Regions from separate parts of the Mus musculus genome. Here region 1 is linked to region 2. The links are chromatin contacts, called in public HiChIP or PLAC-seq maps. All regions are on one chromosome and are shown on one strand. Each heading gives the region's core, a stretch centred on a gene start, on an enhancer-like site or on the middle of the called end of the contact. The rest is flanking DNA. Distances are from core to core; before and after follow the strand shown.

The links. HiChIP or PLAC-seq counts read pairs in DNA pulled down with a chosen protein or histone mark.
Region 1: a contact with region 2 is called in an H3K27ac HiChIP or PLAC-seq map of double positive thymocytes, with 6 times the contacts expected there. The contact joins the promoter of Eef2 here to the promoter of Ptbp1 in region 2. A contact is called at or near these places in 1 of 484 Hi-C or Micro-C datasets (muscle stem cells), 8 of 115 datasets of contacts at active chromatin or transcription factors (Th17 cells, double positive thymocytes, embryonic forebrain and 5 more) and 2 of 9 other capture datasets (adipose tissue and liver).

Annotation. Positions count from the first base shown.
Region 1 is chr10:81,171,839-81,178,286 of GRCm38.p6, forward strand. Eef2 (eukaryotic translation elongation factor 2) reads left to right here and starts at 4,793. Exons shown (of 14, transcript NM_007907.2): 1 at 4,793-4,891; 2 at 5,827-6,041; 3 at 6,215-6,396. The coding sequence starts at 4,889.
Region 2 is chr10:79,851,875-79,857,399 of GRCm38.p6, forward strand. It overlaps Ptbp1 (polypyrimidine tract binding protein 1), which reads left to right and starts at 2,558. Exons shown (of 14, transcript NM_001077363.2): 1 at 2,558-2,847; 2 at 4,630-4,660. The coding sequence starts at 2,840. E130317F20Rik (RIKEN cDNA E130317F20 gene) reads right to left here and starts at 3,097. Exons shown (of 1, transcript NR_029447.1): 1 at 1-3,097.

The DNA.
Region 1 (6,448 bases), core at 3,543-6,042, 1.3 Mb after region 2:
CTTTTTTAAAAAAGAATTATTTATTTTTCTTTATACAAGTCCAGGCTGTCTTCAGACACACACCAGAAGAGGGCATTGGATCCCATTACAGATGGTTGTGAGCCACCATGTGGTTACTGGGAATTGAACTCAGAACCGTTGGAAGAGCAGTCAGTGCTCTTAACCACTGAGCCATCTCTCCAGCCCTTTTCTTCTTTTCCAGACAAGATTTGTGTCTGGAGTCCTGAAACTTGCTCTGTAAACCAGGCTCTGCCTGCCGTGTGCTGGGATTAAAGGGATGTCATTGCAGGTTTCCGTTTAGTATTTCTAACTGTGTGTATATGCTCACACGAGGGCAGTGGCTCAGAGTCCAGAAGACGGTGTTGGGTTCCTTGTGAGACTTCTTATGTGGGTGCTGGGAATCCAACCAGTATCTTGTGTTGTATCAGCTCTCCTACCCAGGTAGCCATCTCCCCATCCCCAGCTAGGCCTACATTCCCTTTCATTTCACCTATTTGTTTTTTTTTTTTTTTTTAAAGATTTATTTTATTAATATATGTAAGTACACTGTAGCTGTCTTCAGACACTCCAGAAGAGGGAGTCAGATCTTGTTGCGGATGGTTGTGAGCCACCATGTGGTTGCTGGGATTTGAACTTTGGACCTTTGGAAGAGCAGTCGGGTGCTCTTACCCACTGAGCCATCTCACCAGCCCCATTTCACCTATTTGTATTACTTCATGGCTTGTTTTCCTTTGTCATGCACATACGACTTTGTCCGCAATCAGTGTGTATGTGTGGGTCAGAAGTTGACATCAGGTGTTGTCCTTCATCTTTATTTTCTACTTAATTGAGGAAGAGACAAGAGAATCCCTTTGGATCAGTGGCAGGCTAGTTTAGCCTCGTGGAACTCCATATTCTCCAAGGGCACGCTGAAGGTTTTTATGCAGGAACTGGTATTGAACACAGATTTTCATGGTTTCATGGCAAGTACTTAACCAATTGAGCGATGACTCAAGCCTTGGTTTTTGTTTGTTTTGTTTTTTTTTTTTCTTGTGATTTTAGCCAGAGTCTTATGTAGCCCAGCTGCCCGCTGCACTCGGTATCCTCCCACCTCCATCTCCCCAGTGCTAGGAAGTCTGGTTTGTGGTGTTGATGATGGTTTGGTGCATGCTAGGCTTGCCCACTGTCCACTGAGCCCCAGTCCCACTCCTCTTTATTATAGGTACCTCGTTAACTAGTTTGTTATTCATTCTAATGCCCAGAGACATCCAGTAACTTATCCAAGGCCACTCAGTAGATTAAAGCAGGACCAGAATTTAAACTTACATCTTGTCTAACCAAATCTTAAATATGATTTATTTCAACGTATATATTTCTTCCCTACACAGAGGAAAGATAGATCCGAGCACCGTGCAGTTGGGTCGTCCTGCCGGCAGGGACCGCTGTATCACGCGCCGCGCACGCGCCGCGCACGCGCAGTGACACCTTCCTGCGTTTTTCTTTGAGCCCCTTTCCTGCACCCTGTCGTGTCCTTGCCCCGCTCTGGCCTAAACTGATTACTGCAGATCCTGAATGGCTGTCTAGCAGCAAGCTCTGCAGATCGTAGTTGTGTACATCTGGCCCCATCCCCACAGTTGTCTGTCACCCAGTCTCGGTCCTGAACATTGCTTTCTACTCTTTCCCTCATTAGCTTCTTAGAATTTAACAAGGCCAATCCCTGAGAGCAATGTAACTGTTTCTCTTCAAAATAAAATGTAATTACTTAGTCCAGAAAGTGGCACACTCCTTTAGCCCCGACCCTAGAGACCCAGAGCCAGGGAGAATGTCTGAGGTTCCAGGCCAGACCACAACGGTGCTCAGTTAGGCCTTGTCTCAGAGTTTTGTTTTCAAATACATTCTATTTTAACTGGTGTGGTAGCCCGCACCTTTGATCCCAGAAGTTTCAAGTTAGACGCAGGCAGATCTCTGTGAATTTGAGGCCACTCTGGTTTACATAGTGAGTTTCAGGCCAGCCAGTACTATGTAGACAAACTCTGTCTCAAACAAAAATGATTTTTTTTTTTGAACGAGGGTCTCCTGTAGCCCAGGCTGACTTGATCTTGGCTCCTGCTTCCACCTGCATCCTGTTCTGGTTTCTGTAGTATTTGAGATGGAAGTCAGACCCCTGTGCCTGCTTGGTCAGTACTTGCTGAACTCAGTCCAGCTCGATGAATGTTTTCTTTATTATTAATGTGTGCATGATGTCTGTGCCCCCCCCCCCCACACACACACATGTGGGTTAGAGAAGTTCCTGGAGTGGTGCTGTCTTTCCACCATGGCTTTGGTCACTCTGAGGGTGTCAGGCTTGCAAAGCACACACTTTCCCCCAGGGAACTCAGTTTTCAGTTTGAGAGACCTTCTGGGAAGTCAGGGTTGACTATGAATTTCCCACAGTTGTTTATCTCTGAACACTTTGGAATAACAGGCTAGTCTAGCCACCTCCATCCCCAGTCCCCTTTATTTATTCATTTATTTTTCTGAGACTGAAGGCATGTGCCTGCCACTGCCTGGCTTTTCAACCTCCTCTTTAGTCTTTGAAACAAATTCTCTGTGTAGCCCAGGCTGGCCTTGAACTCATGTAGCTGAGGATAATCTTGTGCTTCTGTTCCTCCAGTCTCCCGCTGGTGGGATAAGAGGCATGCACTGCCAACGCTAGTTTATGTGGCTGTGGGGTGGAAATCAGGGCTTCTCCTCTGCTAGGAAAATGCTCTATATCCTGGCCCCAGCCCCAGCAGACTGAATCTCTGATAACATTTGCCCTGTCTGGTTGCAAAGACCCCATTCTCCCTAGAATGAGCTGTTAAGAGTCTCTGACACTCACTTCAGGGAACAATCTGCTCTTCAAGAAAATGGATCCTTCCAACCATCGGGATGCAAAATTCCCGACCATAGGGCGCATGCGCTGGCCGGGGAAACCCTGACTGGAATGCAGTCACGTACCCAGGTGTAGGTGGTCCTTAGTTCTTGAGACTGCCACTCCTTGGGTGGCTCTGCGCCCCTGCCAATAAATAGACACGATTCTTGTCACTGGCCTCGGCGTCCTCTCAGCGGTAGAGGCAGATGCCGGTTAACTTTAGAGCCAAGATTCGCAAACCGCATTGCTTAATTTATACTTATTTTAGGCTGGGACACCTCCCCTCCTGTCCCTCCCAGCCTGGAAGGGTAAAATGTGTCCCTCGCTTTAACGGAGGAAGCTCGTAACAAGGTTTCTGGGGCGGGGGGTGGGGTGGGGTCGTCTGCACGAGTTGAACGCAGAAACAATGAGCATCTATTGTGTGCAGAAGGCTGCGCACCCAGGGTCAGGCGGGGACAGCCATGCTCACGGTCCTGCGATGCCTCCTGCTGGACACACGCGGCACTGTCAGCATCGAGGGCTCTCTTGAAAAACACACTTTCTCTTTGCTTTGTTCAGATAGTGGCTGGAGCCAAGGCTACGAGTTATGGGCTACTGAATGAAACCTTGTCTAAATGTGCAAAAATTTAGGAGACAAGTGACAAAATCCAAGAAAGGACAGGTTTGGCAATGTTTTGTTTTTGAAACAAGGTCTCCTGTAGCCCAGGATGTCATTAGAATTCACTGTGTAAGTTAAGGAAGGATGGCCTTGAATTCCTGATCTCCCTGCAGAGATCAGACCCTGCCTCCATCTGCCAAGTCCTGGAATGACAGCTGGCTGCCACCCGCCTAGCTCCACGTGCTGATCTATCTATCTTTTTTGTTGTTTTTTTGTTTTGTTTCGTTTTTTTTTTTTTTTTTTTTTTTTTTTTTTTTTTTTTTGAGACAGGGTTTCTCTGTGTAGCCCTGGCTGTCCTGGAACTCACTCTGTAGACCAGCCTGGCCTCGAACTCAGAAATTGGCCTGCCTCTGTCTCTGCTGGGATTAAAGGCATGCACCACCAACGCCCCGCCTTTTTGTTTGTTTTTAAGATAGGGTTTCTTGATTTAGCCTTGTCTGTCATGGAACTCACTCTGTAGACCAGGTTAGCCTTGAACAAAGATCTCCTGTCTTTGCCTTCTAAATGCTGGGATTAAAGGCGTGCACCACTACTGTCTGCCTTTTGTTTTGGTTTTATCATAATTGTTGCATTTTTGCCCGCAGGAGGATCAGGAATTCAAGGACAACCTCTACAGCCAACCCAGTTGAGGGCCAGCCTGTTCTATCGAGATCCTGTCTCCGGACAAAAAAAGTTTCATGAGAGCGTGGTGTGTTGGCACAGTCTTTTAGTCCGAGCACTGACGCAGTAGATTAAGGCAGATCTTCATGATTTGGTGCGGTCCTGGGCTGCATCCAAAGACCTTGTTTCCAAAACAAACAAACGAAAAAGTGTAATAAAAATACAAGCAAGGTTTTGCAGAAATAAATCTGTGGCCTCAAGGGTCCCTTTCTCCAGCTTTTCCCAGAGGTGTCAAATTACATAACAGTCTCAAACCCAGGAAATTGAACTTTGGCACAACCCACTGACCGGTCCGAATTTCAAAGTCTTTTTCCTATTGACCTACAAGGTTTTCAAGAATCATGTTGTAAGCAACTGTGTTCTGAGGAATCTATGTTTAAAAACCCATCCGTGGATCTTGGCCCAGGGTCCAGAGACTGAGCTAGCCACGCCCCGGCCGCGCCGCAGCCACTCCCACGGCAGTTCAAGTGTTAAGTCCCAAAGACCGCGCTCTGTGCATGCGCAGACCCGTCCACAGCTGGCTCCTAGCCAACCCGGCCGGACGAGCACCCGGCGCCGTCACGTGACGCACCCAACCGGCGTCGACCTATAAAAGGCCGGGCGTTGACGTCAGCGGTCTCTTCCGCCGCAGCCGCCGCCATCGTCGGCGCGCTTCCCTGTTCACCTCTGACTCTGAGAATCCGTCGCCATCCGCCACCATGGTGAGTCTCCTCGGCTCCGCTAGACTCGGGGACCGAGACGAATCTCTGGGGCAGCGGGACGTGGCTGTAGCGGGACGCTGAGAGGGACGGGAGGAAGAGACATGGCTGCCCTGGCCCGGGCGGCAGGACGTGGTCGGGCCGCGGCGCCATATCTGCGCGTCCCTGAGGGCCTTGGGAGTGTCAACTGCCGAGGTCGGGGTGTTTTCTTGAAGTCCTTCAACTCCCCGCGGCCGCCGGGGTGACTGCGGGAGGGGTTGTGCTTGGTGATGTGGCAGCGGGCAAAGCGCCGTCCCCGCGCCCCTGGTGACGGGCGGAGGGTGTCCTCGGGAGGTGACAGCCTGTAGGGCTGGCTTCCTTGGACACCTCCAGTGGGCTGAACGCCTTCCGGGCCCTTTCCGGTAGCCCCCGTCTCTGTTTTCTATCTGAGTTCACACGTGAGCACCGGTCCCCATAATCTAAGAAAGTGGCTCACTGGGCCTAGTGGCGCATTGTGGCCTTTGATCCGGGCTTTGACCTTGGCGCACAGCACCCAGTGGTTTGGGGAAGAGGTGTGTGTAGCAGAGGAGGTTTTTTCGTGCTTTGGTCCCAATCAATCCGGCATCTTTGCAGTGCCGAGGTGGCCGTGCACCTTGGCTTTGAATTCTTGTGCTGAGGTTATGTGACTTGAGCCTCAAGATAGGGTCTTCTAGCACAGGCTTGCTCTTAAGTGTCGCAGTTGTCGGTTTCGGCGTTTGTTTAGAGCTGTGGACACATCTGTGAACTTTTGATGCTTATTTCAGAGGTCCTGGGTTGTACGTTTGAGTCACACTGTGAGCTCAGCTCCAATCTTGGGCCGACATCTGGTTCCTGCCCCTGCTGTGGGGTGCTATTGACCCACCGATGCCTGCCAAGTTGGGTTCCCAGAATCAGCCTGGCTGCCCATCCCCCCACCACAGGTGAACTTCACAGTAGATCAGATCCGTGCCATCATGGACAAGAAAGCCAACATCCGGAACATGTCAGTCATCGCCCATGTGGACCACGGCAAGTCCACGCTGACCGACTCCCTTGTGTGCAAGGCTGGCATCATTGCCTCTGCCCGAGCTGGGGAGACGCGCTTCACTGACACTCGCAAGGATGAGCAGGAGCGCTGCATCACAATCAAATCCACGTGAGTGAGGGGACAGCCCCGAGGGGTTGTGCTCTGGGTGTCACTCGGGTGTGTTTGCTGCCAGTGGACAAATAGTGGCGTGTTTAGGGTCCTCTCTGTGACATGCTTGTGTGTGCTGCCTAGCCTGCCTTGGTCAGATGCTGAATGGACTGTTGACCTCTTCCTCTCCGTAGCGCCATCTCCCTCTTCTACGAGCTCTCTGAGAACGACCTGAACTTCATTAAGCAGAGCAAGGATGGCTCGGGCTTCCTCATCAACCTCATCGACTCTCCAGGCCATGTGGACTTCTCTTCAGAGGTGACAGCTGCCTTGCGTGTCACCGATGGAGCTCTGGTGGTGGTGGACTGTGTGTCTGGTAAGCCTTGGGTGGGAGCTGTAACAGACAGTTGCTGGTGTTTTCATGGCCC
Region 2 (5,525 bases), core at 1,308-3,807:
GCAGTGTCTTCCCCAACAGGTGTTCTGCAGAGACAGGGAGGCAGTAAAAATGACTGCTCACTAAACCATGGTTCTCTCCCAAAAGCCAGCCCACTTGAGGACATTTGGGGTGCAGGCTTCCTAAGCCATTCGCAACCTTGAGATGGGTTACTGTGACCAGCGATGGTTGGGGCCCTGGGCGTGATCAGTGAGCAGCAAACACGGGTCTAGTTGGGCGGGGTGGGAGTGAGCTCCAGCCCTAGCACCACAAAGGTTCTTTGTAGATGCAGTTCAGGGTCCCGAAACTGAAATTATCCAGGCCGGATTTAGTAGGAGACAGTCTGAAGACAGAAGCACACACAGGGACTCTGTCACAAGTCCCGGACACTTGGAGCTCCAGAATCTGGGAGACAGAAAAGGCACTTCCTGTGCAAAGCCCGGCCTCAGACTTCTGGGCTCCAGATGCAAGGCTCACATCTGTGACGTTAGAGGCAGTCCATTGTGGGCGCTGCATCACAGCAGCAACACAGAACATTAATCGTTTTTAAAATATGCTCTGGCAGCTTTGAAAAAGGAAGCCAGGATCTCCTGTGTGCTGGGCCAGTGTCCTAATGCTGAGCCATACTCCCAGCCCCTAACTGAGGCATTCTAGGCTGGGGCTCCACCCCTGAGCTACACTCAACTCATTGGGGAATTCTAGGCTGGGGTTCCACCCCGGAGACACACCCCTAGGCCCTCTTTGGGGGGTTCAAAGCAGAGGTTCCCCCTCCCCCTGCCCTCTTTACTATGTTGACCAACCTGGTCTTGAACTCACTCTGGCTAGGCATAGAGGCACAGACCTGTCATTTCACCACAGGATTCGGAAACAGGACAATCACTGCTGGCCAGTCTGAGATATGAATTCCAGGACAATCTGGGTCACAAAGTTGAGAATTTGTCTCAAAAACAATTCTAGCTGGGCATGGTGGCACACACCTTTGATTCCAGCACTCAGGAAGCAGGGGCAGTGGATCTATGTGAGGCCAGCCTCAGGCTGGGTCTCTGCAGCGCAGGGGTTGGGATTCGGAATTAAATGTTCCCCACTGGGTAATGGAGGTCTGATTCGGATCAGGAAGCAGATAAGGAATTGAAGGTGAACAAGACCATTCAGTGGTTCCGGGAAGCAAGGCGTGGTGGGGCTGGCCATTAACTCAGGAGGCAGATCTCTGGGCCTTAGAGGCCAGCAGGAGTTCGGTATAGCCAGGGCTACACACAAACCGTTTTCATAAGAAAGGTTCTGGGAGGTCTCTGAAATGGCTTTCAACAAACTCTGCTAGTGTAGACCTGTGCTTCTTGGACATGAGCAGCCTCCAACTTCACTGGCAGCCACCCGTGCAGGTTAGCTTCTGAGGGTGGGGCTCCTGCTTGGCACCAGCCACCCAGAGAACAAAAACTGGCAGCCAACCTTATCCCTGATGGTCCAGCCAGGACCTGATGGGAGTCCCAGAGGGCTCAAATCCTATGCCTTGTTGTGTGTGTGTATGTGTTTTCTAAATCCGCGAGACGGTCCTGATTAGTGATTCTGGGCCTTCAAGCTAGCTGCTGTGCCGGCTGGCTGGGGCCTGAAAGACCTCACTCCCAGCGCGGCCTCCATGGAAATCGGCAGCCGCCCCTAATCCAGGCTGGAATCCTCTGGCACCAAGCCCGCGTTGGGGCTCCAAGGCTGTTGGGCCCCTGGCCAGATCTGCAAGGAAACCAGTATAGCCGCCAGCCCCTTTGCCCCGCCTCCCACGAGCCCTGTATTACAGAAAAGGGAGGCCAGTGCTCTGGGCTCACCTCCCGTGCAGGGCGGAGGAGAAACTTTTCCCCCTTGCCTGGCTTTTTTTTTTTTTTTAGCAGATAACCAGGCAGACAAGAATCCGGATAGTTTGTGCCTTTGGGAGTCCTACCAAAGGATCTGTTTTATAGCCTGCACTAGGCCTTGGAGAACCCGTCTTGCTTTGTGATACCCCAGGACTGGAAGGCAGAATCCTGGCTGCTGGGGTGAAGGTACAAGAGGGCGGAGTTTCGTCCCTCCAGTGGATTCTGCGGCTGCTGAGTTTGTAGCCTCGTTTCCCCAGCTTTAGGCAGAACCAGCCACACTGCGGCTCCTTTCCTCGGTTTCCCCATCCCTGCGACACAGATGGAGCTTGGCTGCTGTGGGTAGACAAAAGACGGAAAGAGATGATTCACAATCTAGTCGCGACTGCGTCTATGAAGCACGTGGCCTCCACCTCGTTGCGATCTAGTCCAGGAGAAACTCGGTTGAAAGGCCAAATTCTGGCCACGTGACCACAAGCAAGCTAGGGCAATACGGGGTTTTCTGCCCGCTTCTAAGATGGCGAAGCAGCTTGCTTTACTCTCACGTTGGAGGCTAACGGCTTCCAGTGCCTGCTTGCAATATGGAGGCAACCTCCAGAATGCACGCTTCTCTGCGTCTGACCCGCCACGTACCCACTCTCAAGATGGCGTCCCACGGGTCGAACAAAGGCTCGCTCATTGGCTCAGATGGTATCACGTGCGTCTACTCATTCACTCCCTCCCCCTCCCCCACCGGCCGTTTCCGTCTTCCGTCTTGACTGACGGCCGTCCCGCCCAACAGCTGTCTGCTGTCTGGATGCGTTTCGCCCTTGGAGTAACCTTTTGACCAATAGAAGGCCCTGGCGGGGGCAGGCGGGGTTGACCACGCCCACAGACCGCAGCGGGAACCAATGAGGATCGCGCGCGGGGGACGTGTGCGGGCGTCTCCGCCATCTTGTGAGTCTATAACTCGGAGCCGTTGGGTCGGTTTCTGCTATTCCTGCGCCTCCGCTCCGTTCCCCGCGGGTCTCTTCCGTGTGCCATGGACGGGTAAGTCCTGCCGCGCCCCTCGCACGCCGCTCCGCTCACCACTCCGTCCCAGCCATCGCTGCCGCGCGCGTGGACTTTTGGCCCCCGCCGATCCCTCTAACCGCTGCAATGGGCGCGTGCGTGTGGCCTCGTTCCGCGTGGCGCGCTCGGAATCCCGGGCGTCTGAGGCCCTTAAGGAAGCCGGTTGGCTTAGGGCGACCGCACCCAGCTTTCGGCTCCCCTTAAGCCCCTCGCCCAGCGCACTTCCGGTGCCCGCGCGGTTCATCCGGAGGAACCCAGCGCCCCCCTCCCGCCCTCCGCGTGCACGCGCGCTCCCTCCGGTGAGACGCGCTCACTCGGAGCGGCTCGGCCGCTGCGATCCTTCCCGCCTGCCGTGCTCCAATCCGGCCGGCTCGCCCTGTGCCCCGAGCAATGTCGCTTCGCACGCCGCATGCGACCCCGGGTGCGCGCGCGTAGTAGGGCGCGCGCCCTGGTGCGGGCACGCGCGCGGACCTGTGCCGAACGCGCCCGCCCTTCCCGCCTGGGGGGAGGTGTCCGGAGGAGGCCTCCAGGGCCCCCCATTGGAGGGGCGGGTGGGCCAGAGTGAGGTTCAGTTCGGTCTCCGGTGTGGGCGCCGGCCTGGCATCCGTATCTCCCACATGCTTCCCGGATGCCCCCTCCACTGGCAACTTTTTGTAGTTTTCGGTTTGTTTTGGAGACCGGATCTCATTGTAGGCTGGTCTGAAAGATCTGCTTGCGCTTGCCTCTGCTTGCGTAGTGATGGGACTAAAGGCCTGCGTCACCAGGCCCCGACTTTTTTGTTGAAACTTTTTGTTTGGCTTTTGGATAAGGACTGGCCTTGAATTCCTGATTTTCCCCACCTTAACCTCCCTAGTGCTTTGAGTCACCAGGCTTAGTAAGCGGCTTTCCTTTTAACACGATTCTGAAAAGTAGTTTGGCCTAGCTTCAAGCTGAGTACCTATGGCAGTCCTCCTGCCTCAGCCTTCTAAGTGCTGAGATGACAGACAGGAGTCTCCAGTTGCCTCCTTTGAGCAACTTACCGAGGATCTTTGAGCGGGGTGTGGTGGTGCACACCTTTAATCCTGCCAGAGATAGGCAGATCGAAGTGAGTTCTAGAAGGGAGTGCAGAGAAATGTCGCAAAAGATTCTTTGAAAACAGTAAACCAAGCAGAGGGTTACACATACCCCAGCCACCACTTCTGGTGGAATCCCTTCACGAGGCAGACCCCTGAGAGCCATTTGGTAACCTGCCAGCTGTGGTAGGCTTGCTGCTGCCTGTAAGCAGGCTAGGTGTGAGGCGGCAGGGTGCAGTCACGAGGGGCTGGGGTTGATCAGTAACCTAGGGTGTATCCCGGCAGCTCTGTTGGTTTGTAAATGGTAACAAGGCCACTTTGCCTGCCATCAGCAGTGTGGCCCTGGAGGAGCTCCCAGCCCCCATCAGGAAGCACTGTCTTGGGCTGCTCCTTACCTATATTTCAGGCTCCCTGGCGTTGTAGGATGCTCAGGAGTTGAGTTTTGACCCAGGTCACTGGTATGCTTTATAAAAACTGGGCTTTTTTTCTTTCCTTTTCTTTTTTTTTTTTTCCTGTACTAAAACTGGATTTAATGTGTTGAAAGGCAGGGTCTGGGTCCTGTGTGGAAGAAGGGAGGGTCTTCAAGGACAATGATGGCCCTCTTTCAAGTTGAGACTCAATGGATGGCTCACTTCCCTGCCTTTCTAAGCCGGACTGGCAGAGGGCCCTACAGGCCACACAGTGCTGATGTCTACTTTTCTCTCCACAGCATCGTCCCAGACATAGCAGTCGGTACAAAGGTAGGTGTCTCTAGCTTGGCATTGTACCCCATTGTAGTCAGAGTAAAGGCTTGCTTATTGCAGAGGAGCCTGCCTTAGTCCAGGGTCTACAAAGACTCGGAGGCGGAAGATAGCATGGATGCATGTAGACCTGCCGTCCAAGAGTTTTGAGGGCTTAGGACCCTTTTGTGGGTCTGGTGATTCTGTCTTTGTGCTGGCCTCTTTCTGGCTGGCTTTGCCTTGTCCTGCCCTGCTGCCTTCATCTAAGCAGTGAGTTCAGGCCTGTGGACACTCCATTTGGTGTTTCCTCTGTGGGTTTGGTTTGAAAGGCTGTGGCATGTTCTAAGGTGAGACTGAGTTACCACCCATTTGGTGTTGTTTTCCTGTGCTGTCCAGGCAGTTCTCAGGCCTGCTCTCCAGCGGGTGACTCCTGCCTCAGCTTCTTGAGTGTCTGGGGAGACAGACAGTAAGTGTATTTCAGTCTCAACGGTACTTTGGGCTGAAGCCTGGAGCTAGAAGGGTTGCAGGTATGCTGTCTTGAAATGGTGTGGCAGATGTGTTTGTGTCAGGATTGGTCTTACTGTGTTAGGTGGGCTATTTAGATTTGCCTGTAGTTTGGGGTTTCTCCGTCAAAGGCCATCTCAGCTGCTGCCATCTGATTTGCTACCAGGCTGCTGTCTGGACTAGTTTGACTTTTCTGTGAGTGGACGCTGTCTCCATCTGCCTGGTGATCTTCCCTCAGATAAGTGTGTGTTCAACAGTGGGGGAGGGAGCCCCACTTAGTTTAGGTCCAGACCTGCAGGTGACAGAGTACTGTCTGGGCAAAGCTGCTGCTGACCTGGATTGCCCCATGGCCACTTGTCTACACGGGACTCAATTCTAGCTA